2 separate regions of the Macaca mulatta genome follow, and region 2 is linked to region 1. A link is a contact called in public Hi-C data. All regions are on one chromosome and are shown on one strand. Each heading gives the region's core, a stretch centred on a gene start, on an enhancer-like site or on the middle of the called end of the contact. The rest is flanking DNA. Distances are from core to core; before and after follow the strand shown.

Region 1 (7,442 bases), core at 3,600-6,099:
GGCAACATAGCAAGACCCCGTCTCTAGGAAAAATAAAATTAAAAAATTAGCTGGATGTGGTGCGTGCCTGTAGTCCCAGCTACTCAGGAGGCTAAGGCAGGATGATCGCCTGAGCCCAGGAGGCGGAGACTGCAGTGAACTATGATCGTGCCACTGCACTCCAGCCTGGATGACAGAGTGAGATCCTGTCTCAAATAATAATAAAAAACAAACAAAACCAGTTTCTGGGCCTTTGACTGGGGCTGGAGGGACTACTGGCATTGGCTCCATTAGCACAAAGGAATCTTGATGTCATTTATTCCATTCCTCTGTTTCTGGACTGGATCAAACCCAAGTAACCGCAAAACAGTGTGAACTGATGCAGCAATTACACCCCTATACGCCCAAGGAAACTGAACGTTATGTTCACACAAGAACTTACACCTGAGTGTTCACAGCAGCATTATACCTAACAGCCAAAGAGTGAAAACAATCCCAATGTTCATCAACTGATGAATGATAAACAAGCTGTGGTACATCCATACAAGGGAAGATTCAGCCATAAAAAGGGATGCGGCACTACTGATACATGATACAACATGAACAAACTTTGAAAACATTATGCTAAGAAGCCAGACACAAAAGATCACATATTATATAATTATCTTTGTATGAAATGTCCATAATAGGCAAATCCATAGGGTCAGAAGGTAAATTAGTAGTTGCCTAGGGCTGTGGGGAGGGAAGAGTAGGGAGTGACTCTCTTTTGGGGGTGATGAAATGTTCTGAATTACACAATGGTGATAACCATCACATTTAGTGTATGCACAACCTATGAAAACACTAAAACCCACTAAATTATATACTTTAAAGGGGTGAATTTTATGGCATATGAATTATATCCATAAAAAAGATTATAATAAAAACCAAAACAGTATGAACAATGATGTGAGAGAAGTACAGAGTTTTATTCTCCAAACTGAAGTTTCTAGACTCCTGAGACATCTAGAAATGTACTCAATGGACATTTGCCAAGTTTCAGTGAAATAATATTCCCAAGAACCGTTTTCCATAAAGAGTGAGACATGAGCCCACCTCTCAGTTCAGACCTAGCTAGATTAACACTGTATCCTGTAACTTCACAGAGTAGTCGAAATCTAAGGATGGAAGAAGACAGGAAAATCAAAGAGAACTTCAGTTTATACCAGCTATCTTTCATGGAGGGAGAAGTCTTGCCCTGCAGGTTCAGGAAACACCCTCTATACTAACGTCGTTCTGGGAGACGGCAGCCCAACGCTTGGGGAAGAAGAGCCATTCACCAAGGAGAGAAATGGAAAGGCTCACATGCCACTGCACTTGCACCCACAACCCTAACTTTCAAAACAAAGGACAAACCAAAAACCCGGCTGTTCCCACGGCCACTGAATCCACTAGTTCAGTTCCTCTTTGTCTGTATGACTCATGTCAGTGACCCATACACTCCAAAGTAGATCTACCGCACCCCTCACCCCCCACCAATGGTTATGAAATGAGGGTGTGTATGAGGGAGTGGGGACTATTCTGACTTCCGTGTAATGAAGTGCTGACACAGATCAAACTCAACCCTGTGACTCCACTTTGCCCCTTACTCACATACCCCCATAATAAATTTGCTTCCACACCTTTTCACTATTGCACCAGATACGAAGTTTCTCCATATGCACCCTTTAAACTGGCCTCTGCGTGTCACTGCATACATTACATATTCAGTTTCTTTAAATCAGTTACTTTTTCAGTACAATACTCCCAGATGGCACAACAAATGCTAAATCACCGTACTTTCAGGGTTTTGTTGGTGGTGGTTTTTGTTTTGTTTTGTTTTTGCGAGACAGGGTCTCACTCTTGTCGCCCAGGCTGGAGTGCAGTGACACGATCTTGGCTCACTGTAGCCTCCACCTCCTGAGTTCAAGCGATTCTCGTGCCTCAGCCTCCCGAGTAGCTGGGATTACAGGTGCGTGCCACCACACCCGGCTAATTTTTGTATTTTTAGTAGACAGGGTTTCACCATGTCGGCCAGGCTGGTGTCGAACTCCTGGCCTCAAGTGATTCGCCTGCTTCAGCCTCCCAAAGTGCTGAGATCACAGGCGTGAGCCACTGCTCCCGGCCTGTTGTCGTTTCTTAAGACAGGGTCTCGCTCTGTTGCCAAAGCTGGAGTGCAGTGCTGTGATCAGGGCTCACTGTATCCTTGGTACTGACCTCCCAGGTTCAAGTGATCCTCCCACCTCAGCCCCCGAAGTAGCTAGTACTACAGGTGCACACCACCAAGCCCAGCTAATTTTTTCCTTTTGTATTTTTTTTTTGTAGAGATAGGGTTTTGCCATGTTGTCCAAGCCGGTCTCAAACTCCTGAGCTCAAGCGATCTCCCTGTTTTGGTCTCCCAGAATGCTGGGATTACAGGTTGAGTCACTGTGCTGGGCAAAATCTCCGTCCTTTCCACTGTGCTTAGACTAAAATCCAAACTCCTTTCCACAGCCTCTGTGCCAACTGAGAACAAGCTGGCTCCCTTCAAGTACTGTCCTCAAGGGGATGGGAAGGGGAAGCAGCCTAATACAACACTCTATTTCAAAATGCAATTGACCGTCAACAAAATGTAGACTGCAGTCCATCCCAATTCCAGGCATGCTTTTCAAAACAGTTGCTCTTGCTTCCCTCCAGTTTCATCTTGTATCATTCTCTCCTACCCCAACCCTCACCATGCTTGGCTCCTCCAGCCTTCTGTGTGTTCCTCAAAACCACCAAGCTCCCTCCCACCTCGGCCCCTTACACTTGCCATTTCCTTTGCTTGGAATATTCTTTGAATGGCTGGTTCCTTCTTGTTAATTATGTTTCAACTCAAGTCACCTCCTCTGAGACTTCTTTCTGGCCACTCAATCCAAAGTAGTTGTGTCATCTAGTCACCCCAATCACTATCACTTCATTTTGCTGTCCTCACAGCATTTACTGGTGACATTATTTTGTTTATGTATTTACTTGTTCACTGCCTGTCTCCTCAAACTAGAAAGGCTCCACAAGTGTAGGGACCTTGACCCTCTAATTCACAGCTACACCCCTAGTTCATGGAACAGAATCGGTACTCAAATACTTGTTGACTAAATAGATGTGTACCACATATATGTATGGCTAACTTATAACCTCTTAAAAATCTCTGACCAAGGCAGGGATTTCCCAGTGCAGTGCTGTAAATACCACTTTATTCACTTTATTCAATGTTTTCCTTATAGCAAGAGAGGGTGTGATTTCCTGTTAAGTTCTTACACCATCTTTGTTCTGAATGTGCACCAGAATATATATACATACATATATATATATACAAGTTTCAATATACTACTTTGAGGATTTGCTCCATTCATGGTTCAGCCTGAAGTCTGAAACCACAGAAACCAGGTAAGGTCATGAAATCTTTTTACGTGACCTCTGAAGTTCTAAATAAGGAATCCCTCATTAAACAAAAGATAAGTTCTCAGTCAGCTAAGAGAAGGAGGGAAAACTGCTACTAGTCAATAATATATACCTGTTTGGAGAAAACCAACACCAAATTATTTAAGCCAGAATCTTCCTTTGCTAAAATCAAATGTCATTTCCTTTTCTCTGAGCCTTCCTTGTCATTCACTCCCAGGATGAAATTATCTGCTGACGAAGCAGTAAGCAGGAAGATCCAGCAAATCATTCTGAACTAAGTGACTTCAATTTTAGTTTTGGTCTCTTGACGATCAGAATTTGAACTAAACTTTTGGAAGAAGGGCCAGTCCTTCAAAGATTTACTTCCAGGGTTCTGCATCAGGAGCCCGCAAGCTCTGACCCAACTTCCAAGCATGGCTCTTTTACCTCCACCCTCATCCACACAGACTTCATCCCAACATATAGCTTCATCATAATGAGCCTTCATCCCTAACGAGCTGTGTGGCCATGTTAGGGAAGGGGAAGGACAGCAGTGAGGTGGTGCTATTAGTGTTTTTCAAAACGTAGTTCGCAGACCACCTCCACCATAATCACTGGAGTGCTTATAAAAGGGCAGATTTCTGGGCATCACCTGGCCCTATGGAATTAGAATCTTTGGGAGTGGGGCTGCTCAGGAAACTGCATTTTTAGCACGCCTCCTCCTGCACAGCCCGAGATTCTTTCGCACAGTAAAGTTTGAGAACCAACAGGGTAAAAGGCCCCTAGAAGAGGGGCAGGGAGTTGACTGAGAGAAGACAGGAGGCGCAGGGAAGCGTCTAGGGATGAAAGATGGGGGTGGGGTAAGTGAGGGCAAGCTCTGGGGTAGCGGCAGTCAAGAGGAGTGCGGGATGGGGACAGCTATGAGTGTAAGTGAGGACAGGGCTCTGCAAAGGATCTGAGGCAGCGCTTGGGCTGGGAGGGTGGTCAGAGGGGAGGTCACATCCGCGGACTGGTTAGGATGGTGGGGAGGCGGGGAGAGCAGGGTCTGGACGTGACGGGGAGGAGCAAGGATGAGAATAACGGGGGCGAGGGTCTTCAGAGGGGTCAGGACTGGGAGGTGAAAACTGGAAAATGGGGCTCACAGTGGGCGGAGACCAAAAGGAGAATGGGAACCGGCGAAGGTAGGAGCCAAGGTCTCTCTCCAAAACGGCGCCTCCCCCAAAACTTGAGGCCTTGACAAGCCTGAGTGCAGGGGCAGGACCGGGGAGGTGGATCTCGGGGGAGACCAGCCCAGTCAGAGGCAGCCCTCAGGCCTGAGTCAGGGGTCCCGGAGGTGGCTCAGGGTCAGGCATGGGGTGCTGGAAGATCCTGGGATACCCCGGAGGGCCCCGCTCCAGCTCCCGCTCCCGGAGTCTCCTTCACTCACCATCGCCGTCGCCATCTTGGATCCACGTGTCGCCGTAATGACGTCAGCGGAAGTGGTGCTCCCAGGTTACGGAGTTTAACTCCGCAAGGTGGTCGCCTAGCTTCAACCGCTCCTGTAGCAGCGGTCAGCAGAGGGTAAAAGGAGTCTTAGCTCCTGCTCCACAGTCTGGTCTGGGAAAGTAAGGTCACTGATTAGTTGAAGAGAGAGAACGGTGTAACTATGGAAGCCATATTAGCTCCTGGCAGAAACTGAGCCTCCCCTATCCCCGCTGCATTGTGGGTAATGGGGGTGTGTGAAAATGCGCTCGTGGTCTCAGCGCCATCTTTACTACTGGCAGGAAGACCCATTGCCAGGGCTACCTGAGACCTTGATTTGAGGGAGAGGGTGGGCACTCGGGCTCCAAGGGCAGTCCGACTCCAAGAACAATTTGTAATTATATATTTAATTATTTGTTTGACTGTCCTATATCCTCTTTAGTAGACTGTAATCCCTATGAGGACAGACCCTGTTTTTTGTTTGTTTTTTATTTTAACCTTGCTCTGCCTCATTCCCATCTGTAAAATGGGAAGGGGGTTCATCATAGGCTTGTGATGAGGATTCAGTGACACAATATTAAATAGGATGTATTCAATAAATAATTGTCAGTATATGTTTATTATACTCCTTTGGGCTTGTGGTAGGTGCCCAATACATTATTTTTTAAGTGAAGGAGTGAAAACCAGCATATTCAGTGGAGGGAGATATCTCTGAACGTGGACGTCATGCACCAGCTTAGTATGTAACTCCAGATAAGTCACGCAATCTTCCTAAGACTCAGTTTCCAAATCTGTAAAAAAGAGACTCAAAGAATCATGGTATTAAGGTTAGGAAAGAACTCAAAGTTCATTTGGCCCATGGATATCACTTTAAACTGAATACAGTGCCATCTTAGACTATTTTAAAAAGCTATTAAAAGAATAGTAATGTTAATAATAATCATCAGCACTTGCTGAGCATTTGGTGTGTGCTGCAGCACTTGGCATTGTGCTAAAACAGTTCATAAGACCCTTTTTATCTAATTCTAGGGGGCAAGGGACAGTTGAACTCTGATCCCCACCTATGGGCACCACTGTGGTGGATTCTCTGCAGATAGCTGCCATCTGGTTCTGTCCATCCTTGCATGATGAGCATACGGTTTCCCTCCTCAAGAGATAGACTCTGTTTTACATGATGTTGAATCTGGCTGGTCATGTTGGTTGCTTTGACTAATAGGATGTGCTACAAGTGATTCTGCCAGTACTGAGCCTAGGCCTTAAGAGGATTGAAAACGCCTGATTCTACCATCTTAGTTATAAAGAAGTGTAGCTACTCTGCTGAAAAGGCACCTGGAGAGAGGGAGGCCCAGCCAACTCCTCAAGACATCCCAGAAACTCCAGCTGAGCACTGTAATAAGTAGTTGAAGTCATCTTGGACATTCCAGCCTCCACTGAGCTGCTAGCTGAATGCAGCTACATGAATAACCTCATGAACCCCATGTGGACCAAAAGAACTGCCCAGCTGAGCCCAGCTGTTTTAGAATGGGGTGGTTTATTATAGATCATTTCAGGAATAGATCATTGAAACACACACCCATTAACTCTTGTGACCGGCACAACCATTCCAAAGATTGGAAGATTGGCTATTAACCCCAAGGAGGAGGAAGCTTGAGAGACTAGGAGGAATTTGCTGCAGTCTCATATGTTCCAAACTTGGAACCAGTTTTTCTAGAGCTTCGATCCTGAGTGTTTCCCACCATTTCTAGCTGCCTGAAGAAGGATAACTGATAAGGAGCAAAGCTCCATAAATGGCTTATTATTTTTTAGTATTTCCGTTTTTTTCTTCTCATGCTTTGTATTTTCCCCTAAAGGGCTTTCACATCCCAATCTCTTTTAGTGACATAAGCCAGAATCCTAGAACTAGACTGCCTGGGTTCAGAGCCCATCTCTACCACTCATTAGCTCCATAACATGGGCAAGTTTCTCTTTTTCTTTCCAAAAAAATATTTTTTTTGAGATGGAGTCTCACTCTGTTGCCCAGGCTGGAGTGCAGTGGCATGATCTCAGCTCACTACAACCTCTGACTCCCGGATTCAAACAATTATCTTGCTTCAGCCTCCTGAGTAGCTGGGATTACAGGTGCATGCCACCAAGCCCAGCTGAGTTTTTGTATTTTCAGTAGAGATGGGGTTTCGCTGTGTTGGCCAGGTTGGTCTAGAACTCCTGACCTCAAGTGATCTGCCTGCCTTGGCCTCCCAAAGGGCTGGGATTACAGGTGTGAGCCACTGAACCTGGCCTAAGTTTTTTTCATTGTTGTAAAATATACGTAACAAAATATTGACTATTTTAATCATTTTTAAGTGCACAATTCAGTGACATCAACTACATTCACAATGTTGCCAGTCATTACCATCCTCCATCTCCAGAACATTTTCATCATCCCTGAAAATGAATATCCATATGGAAAAGAATGAAATTGGACCTTTATCTCATACTATATACAAAAATCAATTCAAAATGGATTACAGACTTATAGGGCCAGAAACTGTAAAGCTACTAGAAGAAGACATGGGGAAACTTGACATTGGCTTGGGCAATGATTTTTT
Region 2 (7,442 bases), core at 3,301-5,800, 92 kb before region 1:
AATCTTGATAACATCTGAGGTCACATAGCTGATAAGCAAACAGAAAGAGGAGAAACACTAACATCTAAACAGTGGGTGGAGAAAAAGGAGCCCCTGATACAGCGTAAAGAGGAAAATGCTGAGAGGTTAGATTGTAGCAGGGACAGGTGGTGTCTTGGAACAGGGAAGTTCAGGAAGGAGAGGCTCACAGGGTCAGGTGCCACTGGGAGGTCAGGTGACAGAAAGACTGGAAAATAACCCCTGCCAATTTGGAGGTCACTGGTGACCTCAGTGAGAATGCTAACAGTGGCAAAGAAGAGCCTTGTTGAGGCAGGTAAGTAAGCCACAGAAAGCAAGGAAGTGGGGATTCAGAAAGACAACTGGCTGAGAAGGCAAAGAGACAGAGGCAAGCAAGCCAGAGGGAGATGGATTGGCAATGTCTACACTCTAATAGTACGAGGCCAGGCGCAGTGGCTCACGCCTATAATCCCAGCACTTTGGGAGGCCAAGGCAGGCAGATCATGCGGTCAAGAGATTGAGACCATCCTGGCCAACATGGTGAAACTCTGTCTCTATTAAAAATACAAAAATTAGCTGGGCGTGGTGGTGCACCTGTAGTCCCAGCTACTCGGGAGGCTGAGGCAGGAGAATCGCTTGAACCCGGTAGGCGGAGGTTGAAGTGAGCCGAGATCGCGCCACTGCACTCCAGCCTGGCAACAGAGCGAGACTCCATCTAAAAAAATAAAATAAAAAAAGTGAGTGTGAAACTATCAGAACATCAATGGTTTCTATTAACTAAGGACTCTAGGATCTGTACGTTGATGAGCTCAGTTGCTTCTAAGAGGGAGGTGGCATATGACAACACTGAAGGCGTGTTACTGTCACTGACTCATTCAGTCCTTACCACAAGACGGTAACAAGAATCATTACCAGCTTATTTTTAAAATGAGGAAACTGAGGCACAAAGAGGTAAAGTACCCTGTCCAGGCCATGTAACTAGTAAGAACCCAAGTCAGACTACGATCTCAGGTACTCAGGCTTTTGACTGCTGTTCAAAACCTCCATAAAGGCTAGGTGCGGTGGCTCACGCCTGTAATCCCAGTACTTTGGGAAGCTGAAGCGGGTGGAATACCTGAGGTCAGGAGTTTGAGACCAGCCTGACCAACACAGTGAAACCCCGTCTCTACAAAAAACACAAAATTAGCCGGGCACTGTGGCACATGCCTGTAATCCCAGCTACTCAGGAGGCTGAGGCTGGAGAATTGCTTGAACCTGGGAGGTGGAGGCTGCAGTGAGCCGAGATCGCGCCACTGCACTCCATGCTGGGCAACAAGAGCAACACTCCATCCCAAAAAAAAAGAAAAAAAAAAAGACTCCATCTCACAACCTCTGTAAATACTGGCATGCAAAGGAAAAAGTAAAATCTATGCAGAGAAAAAGTTGTAAGAATGAAATTAAGTGTTTTGTTCACACTAAGTATTATTTCTGATGTCTACTGAAAAATTATTAAGTCAATTCATCAAATATTAATTAAGTTCCTACTGTCAGGCTCCGGGAGATACAATATGAACAAAGACACAGGGTCACTGGAAGACACAAAGAATAAGCAAGGAACTGGGGGCCGGTGAGCATCGCATGACAAGGGAGCCCCTTGATGGGGTGAGAGGCACTGAAGCCAGACTGCCTGGGTTGTGGCCTTGGACATATTATTAAATAACCTGTTCCTGCATGTCTCCTTTAAAATTGATAAGAGCATCTACCACCCTTGGCCAATGGAATGCACAGAGGGTAGGACCAATCAGGGAAGGAAATGGAGGCTTTAGGTTCAAGTCACAGGCTCTGGAGTCAGACAAAGAAGGCTTTGAATTCCAGCTCTCCTACTCACAGGCTGTGTGATCTTGGGCAAGTTACCTAACCTCTGTAAACCCCGGTTTCCTCACAGGCAAGTGATGAGGGTGAAATGAGCTAATTCTCATGCAGCCACACACAACAGGTGCTGGATAAATGTTAGGCATTGTTATTGCAGTGAAGACAGTTCTGGCTGGAGGTAGGGCAATCTCAGAGGAGTGGGAGGTAAAGCCCAGAGGACTTGAGGGTTAAGTGTAAGTAAGCAAGACTGAGGAAGGGCAGAGAAGGGTCAAGGTCAGGGGGAAGTACTCACGTTGGTGAAGGGAGGCTTGTGATGCTGGTACTCAATCCAAGGAGGGACAGCCAAGGTGCGGTTTAGCAGCTTTGCAAATGCCAGAGAGCCCAAGAAGTGATCGGCCTGGTTCCCAAAGCGCCCTGGAAATGGTACATTGTGGGTGAGGTGAGGCCTGGGGCATGGAAGGCATAGAGCATGCAGGGCTCAGAAAGGTTGTGGAGCCAGGGGTAGAAAGTCAGGGATACCAAGGAGAACTAGGGGACCTGGCAGCATAAGAACAAGTCTGGACTCTTGGGTCTGATATCCAAGGCTCTTCAGGTCCTGCAACAACTGCTTCTGCCACTCCAGGCTTCTTGCTGTTTTCCCAACATGCTCTACAATTCCCGTCCCCACCCAATGCCTCTGATCTTGCTGTCCCTCAGCCAGAAGAGCCCTTCTACCTTTATCTCCATTCACCTGCACATGGAAGGGCAACTCGAATGCCTCATTCACTGGGCTCCTTTCACCAATCCCCTGCCATACTCACTCTCCTCCTTTACCTCCCACTTTGGCTCTGAGTTACTTCAGTTCTTCAATTTTCCTCAAATATCTTTATCCACTTCCTGGCCTTTGTACTGGCTGATTCCTCAGCCTGTGAATGCCTCAGAAGCAAGGACCCTGTGTACTTCCTTTTGTTAATCCCAGCGTGCCATCTGTTCGTTCATTTCACAGATATGACTGAGAGGCCACAATGTGCCAGACTCTGTGCTAGGTGCTGGGATACAGGAATGAACAAGAAGGACAAGGCTTCTGCCCCCAAGGCACTCACAGTTCACTGGGGAGACACTAAACATATAACAAATACATGAAAAATGTTGATAATCGCCAGAAAGAGATGGAAAAAGTTTGGTGATAGGGTAATGAGACTACTTGGGTAGAGGTCAGTGAAATCCTTTCTGGTGACATTTAGGTTGAGATCTAAAGGATGGGAAACAGTGGTCAGGCAGAAATGGAGGAGAGGGTTCCAGGCATAGGGACTGCCACCTGCAGCAGTGCAGACTGGAAGACCTGAGCATGTGTGAGGAACGCAAAGGAGATAAGTGTGGCTGCAGCTGGAGGATCAGCAGAGAAGGGAGTTGTGGAGATGGCCAGTGGAGGCTACCTCATGCAGGGCCCTGAAAGCCATGGTCAGGAGTCTGGAAGCCATTGGGGGCCTTAAGATCATCCACTTCCACAATGATGATCCACCACACCCATTTCAACTGTGCACCTGGCATGGCCTTTAGATTCTCCCTACCCTGCTCTCTTTATTTCCCCTTAGTATTCATCACCCTCTATGAAACTATGTACTTATTGTTTTATGTTTATCCCTTACTGGGTTTGTTTGCTTGTTTCGAGACAGGGTCTCACTCTGTCACCCACGCTGGCAGTGTAGTGGCAAGATCAGAGCTCACTGCAGCCTCAAATTCCTCAGTTCAAGAGATCCTCCCACCTCAGCTTCCCAAGTAGCTGGGACTACAGGCACATGATACCATGCTCTTTTTTTGAGATTGGATTTTCACTATGTTGCCTAGGCTGATCTCGAGCTCCTGGCTTCAAGTGATCCTGCCTCGGTCTCTCAAAGTACTGGGATTACAGAAGTGAGCCACCGCGGCTGGCCTACTTATTCTCTATTGGTTGTCTTCCCCAACTAAAATGAAGGCTCTACAAGGACGCGGAGTTTATCTTATTCACTGCGGTATTCCCAGCACAGAGAACAGGGCCTGGCACAGAATAGGTGCCCCATAAATATTTGCTGAATGAATGAAAAATCACCAGGAGCCAGCGTGGGTCAGTGACATCAAGTCCTGCCCCAGTAACTCCATTTACTGGACCCTGGGCTAGCTTAGACCTCTAGCAAGTCACATAACCTCTCCCAGCCTCAGTTTTCTCATCTGTCAAATGGAAGGCTGGACACGTTGGCCCCCCTGTGCCCTTGCAACTAGGGCAGAGAGAAGAGCATGCCCTGTCCCGCTCTGAGGTTCCCTCCTGGACCTGTGAAGGTGTCTCTGGGCGCATCAGAGGAGTTGCTTCTCCTCTCCCGGCCTCGATTTCTCCATTTGAGCAGAGGGCTCGGGAGGCCTTACCCATGCAGGGGCAGTAGAGCAGGTAACCGGCCGGGTCCCAGGAGCCCGCGGGCATCCCCGGGAGCGGCAGAAGCAGCAGCAGGAAAGGCACGCGCAGTGGCGGTGCCCACGCGGCGGCGCCCATGTCGGCCCGGGAACCCGAGACAGCCGCGGCGAACAGTCGGGGACAGAAGGAGGAACGCAAGCGCCCGCCCCGCTCCCGGCGGTCCCTGCGCGCCGCCCGCGCACCGCCCCGGCCGCTCTAGCCCGCGGGCGGGCGGGACCATAGAGATCCCGCGGCACCGCCCCCTCCACGACCCGAGCGCCCGCTCGCGCGGCTCCCACAATGCACCGCACAATGGCCCGACCGCCGCCACTACCGGGGCCTGAGCGGGCCTGGCGGAGCCCGAGCGCGGCCCGGCCCGCAGCGCGGGGCCCCGAGCGCGGTGAGTGCCGGCGAGGGCCCCAGGGGACGGCGGGGAGCGGGGCGGGAGGCCGTCTCGCTGGGTCCGCGCGCCCTGTACCCGGAGCGGCGGCGCTCCTCATCTCGGGCCCCTCAGCGCGGTCGCCCACACCCCCGATCCGGGGCCCGGTCTGCGCCAACCCGGCCTCAGATAGGCCCTGGGGTGACGAAAACTCTCCCTGGACCCCATACCTGTGTCTGGGGGACCCGAGGAGGCCACTGGTCCCCTCCCTTCCGAGACCTGGAGACGCAGTCCTGAGGGACCCCCACTCCCGACCCCCAGGCTCCCTGGAGACCCAGATAACGCGCTGCTGACCTTACCAGGGACCCGGGTCTGGGGGACGCAGATAAGCTGCACCTGCTCCTTCCCTCCGACACGCCTACCCAGACCCACATAACCCCCTTTGCTGCTCCAGATAGCCCGCTCTGTACCCTGTTTCATTTTTCAGACTTATGTAACCCCCTTTGAGGCTTCCCTCAAATATCTGGGTCTGGAGAAGTCGGATAAGCCCCACCTGTAGTTCCCTCCTCAGTGGCCATACTCCCAAGCTTTCGACATCTTCCATCCTGTTACCCATTTTGAGACCCTCTTGAAATTCGGAGGATTCACTTCTGACTATCCCCAACCCCCCAGCCCTCAAACCCTTAGAATCCCCCATCTCATTCTTGTGGGGATCCCTTAGAGACCCAGGAAACTTGCTCACGATTCCTTCCCATCCTGGCTCTTCCTTCCCATCCCGGCTCTTCCTTCCCATCCCGGAGACTCCCTCCAGACTTCTCCCTGAATTTCCCTTGCTTCTCCAGCCCTCATCTACTCCCATCTCTCCCAGGCTCGGGGAAATTGAACCTTTCCCACACCACAGTGGGGTGGTCTAAAAGCTGGCCTGGGACCAGGCTGTGGCCCACCTTGGTGGGGAGAAAGGGCCCTGTTAGGAGGAGGATATGGGGACAGGTGTGTGGGGGAATCGGTGCTTTCACCTGCAAGCATAGCCTGTCTCCTGGCTTGTGTGTTTTTCCACCTGTCAGCCATGGGACTGTGAGTCTGGCCTTGGGTTTCTAACCCTTCTCTCCTAAAGTGAGGCCACCAGATTGGGGGCGGGGGTGTCGAATCAGGTTTTCTCCCCATGAAAATGGGGTTGTGATGAGTTGCAGCCATTTGTTCAAGGCCTCCCCAGGAGTGGGAGGCAGCAGGAATCTGAGGAAATAGTGAATCAAAGGGACTCTAAAGAGGGCCCATCTACACTGACAGAAGAATTAGCAGCCTGCGAGTAAATCCAACCCCTGTTAATCCTGTTTGATGTTTCTTGGAATGATGCAAGTCATTGAGACTCTCCAGCCTCCCTGTAATTTAATTCTCCCACCACTCTGGAGTGGGCGGGGGGAAGGGGGCGACAGCATTCCCATTTCCCCTCTTCTCACTGTTTTCCAGCCAACCAGTGTGTCTTTAGGATTTGTTTCTGGTTCCGAGATCAGGATCTGTTTTTTTTTTTTTTTTTTTTTTTCTTTCCTCTAAGTCTATTTATAATTTCCCAGTTGCTATTTTAGGTTCTGCTTTAGGGAAGATTCTACCCCAAGGAACGTTCCGGGTCTATTTCCTCCGGCAGGTGTTGAATTGAGTTCTTCAGATCCCCAAGTAACTCTTGGGCAGGAGGATAAAAGCTATTTTAGGGTAGTCACTGAAGTGGAGCTGTTAATCCTCTGTGGGTCTCTTTAGTTAAGAACACTCAAAGATTAACCCTTTCCTTGTGCAGGGATGTTATCTCTTAACAGTTTTTTAGGGGGAGTTAGGAGAATTTGAGTGTGGTAGCAGAAGGTGGAAACATGCAACTCAATACAAAGACAAAGATAATAGCTCTCTTTTGTTGGGTACTTCTAGCAGGCCAAGCCCTGTGCTGAACCCTTTGCATACCTCACTAAAATAATCCTTACAGCAAGCCTGTGAGGTAAGTATTTTTAGCTTTACAGATGAGGAAACAGGCTAATAATGGAGAAAGAACGCAGTTTCTATAGAAATGATGTAACACCATAAAAACTATAGTTTCATCAGAGGGCAGCAGGCATCATGGCACATAACAGGGGATGGACAGACTGGAGAGAAATATGTCTCAGTTTCAGCTTCCAAAGAGGACCATACAGAGTTTTTAGCAAGCATTCCTGTTTGGGATATGGAGCCCTAATAATAGAAGAGGGTATAGGAAAGTGGCTGTCTGCTCAAGAGAGAACTCTGGCCCGGGATATGGTGCTTAGAGGGAGGTAAAGTAAAGGGCTCTTTAAAGGGGATGTGCCGAGGGTTAGTTGTGAGGGAAAAGGGGAAGACTGCATTCTGGGGGAGAGGTTGGGAAAGGAAGGAAACTCACTCTGAGGCCTGAGAAGTAACATTAAAGAGGAAAAAAGAAGTACTACTCAGGCCTCATGCGGAAAAAGAGGCAGACACAGCTGAGACCTCAGAGAAGGCACTGCGTGTATTCAGCACACATTTTGTATCAGCCACTTTCAAGAGTATTATTTCACTTAATCCTCTATACGAATCTTACAGGTAAGGAAAATAAATCCCTGTTTTAGAAACTGAGGAAACTGAGGTTCAGAGAAATAAAGTAAACTGCCTATGGTTTCCCGGTTAGTAAGTGGCAGCTCTTCTGATAGCAAGTCCAAGGTTCTTTCCCCTTTCAGATCAGGCACTAGAAAGAATCTTAGGCTGCAAATATACTGAGTTATGCCAGTAACTGGGAAGGATTGTGTTTGTTTTATGGAAACAGGTTCTGTCAGCTTCTCT

The links. Hi-C and Micro-C count contacts between places; a contact is called where the count stands out from the background.
Region 2: a Hi-C map of liver shows a contact between it and region 1, with 2.1 times the contacts expected there. The contact joins the promoter of PLAGL2 here to the promoter of TM9SF4 in region 1. A contact is called at or near these places in 2 of 14 Hi-C or Micro-C datasets (cortical neurons and liver).

Annotation. Positions count from the first base shown.
Region 1 is chr10:84,933,352-84,940,793 of T2T-MMU8v2.0, reverse strand. It overlaps TM9SF4 (transmembrane 9 superfamily member 4), which reads right to left and starts at 4,849. Exons shown (of 18, transcript NM_001260631.1): 1 at 4,823-4,849. The coding sequence starts at 4,837.
Region 2 is chr10:85,025,287-85,032,728 of T2T-MMU8v2.0, reverse strand. PLAGL2 (PLAG1 like zinc finger 2) reads left to right here and starts at 4,550. Exons shown (of 3, transcript XM_015149266.3): 1 at 4,550-4,652. POFUT1 (protein O-fucosyltransferase 1) reads right to left here and starts at 4,413. Exons shown (of 8, transcript XR_013399774.1): 1 at 4,228-4,413; 2 at 2,141-2,262.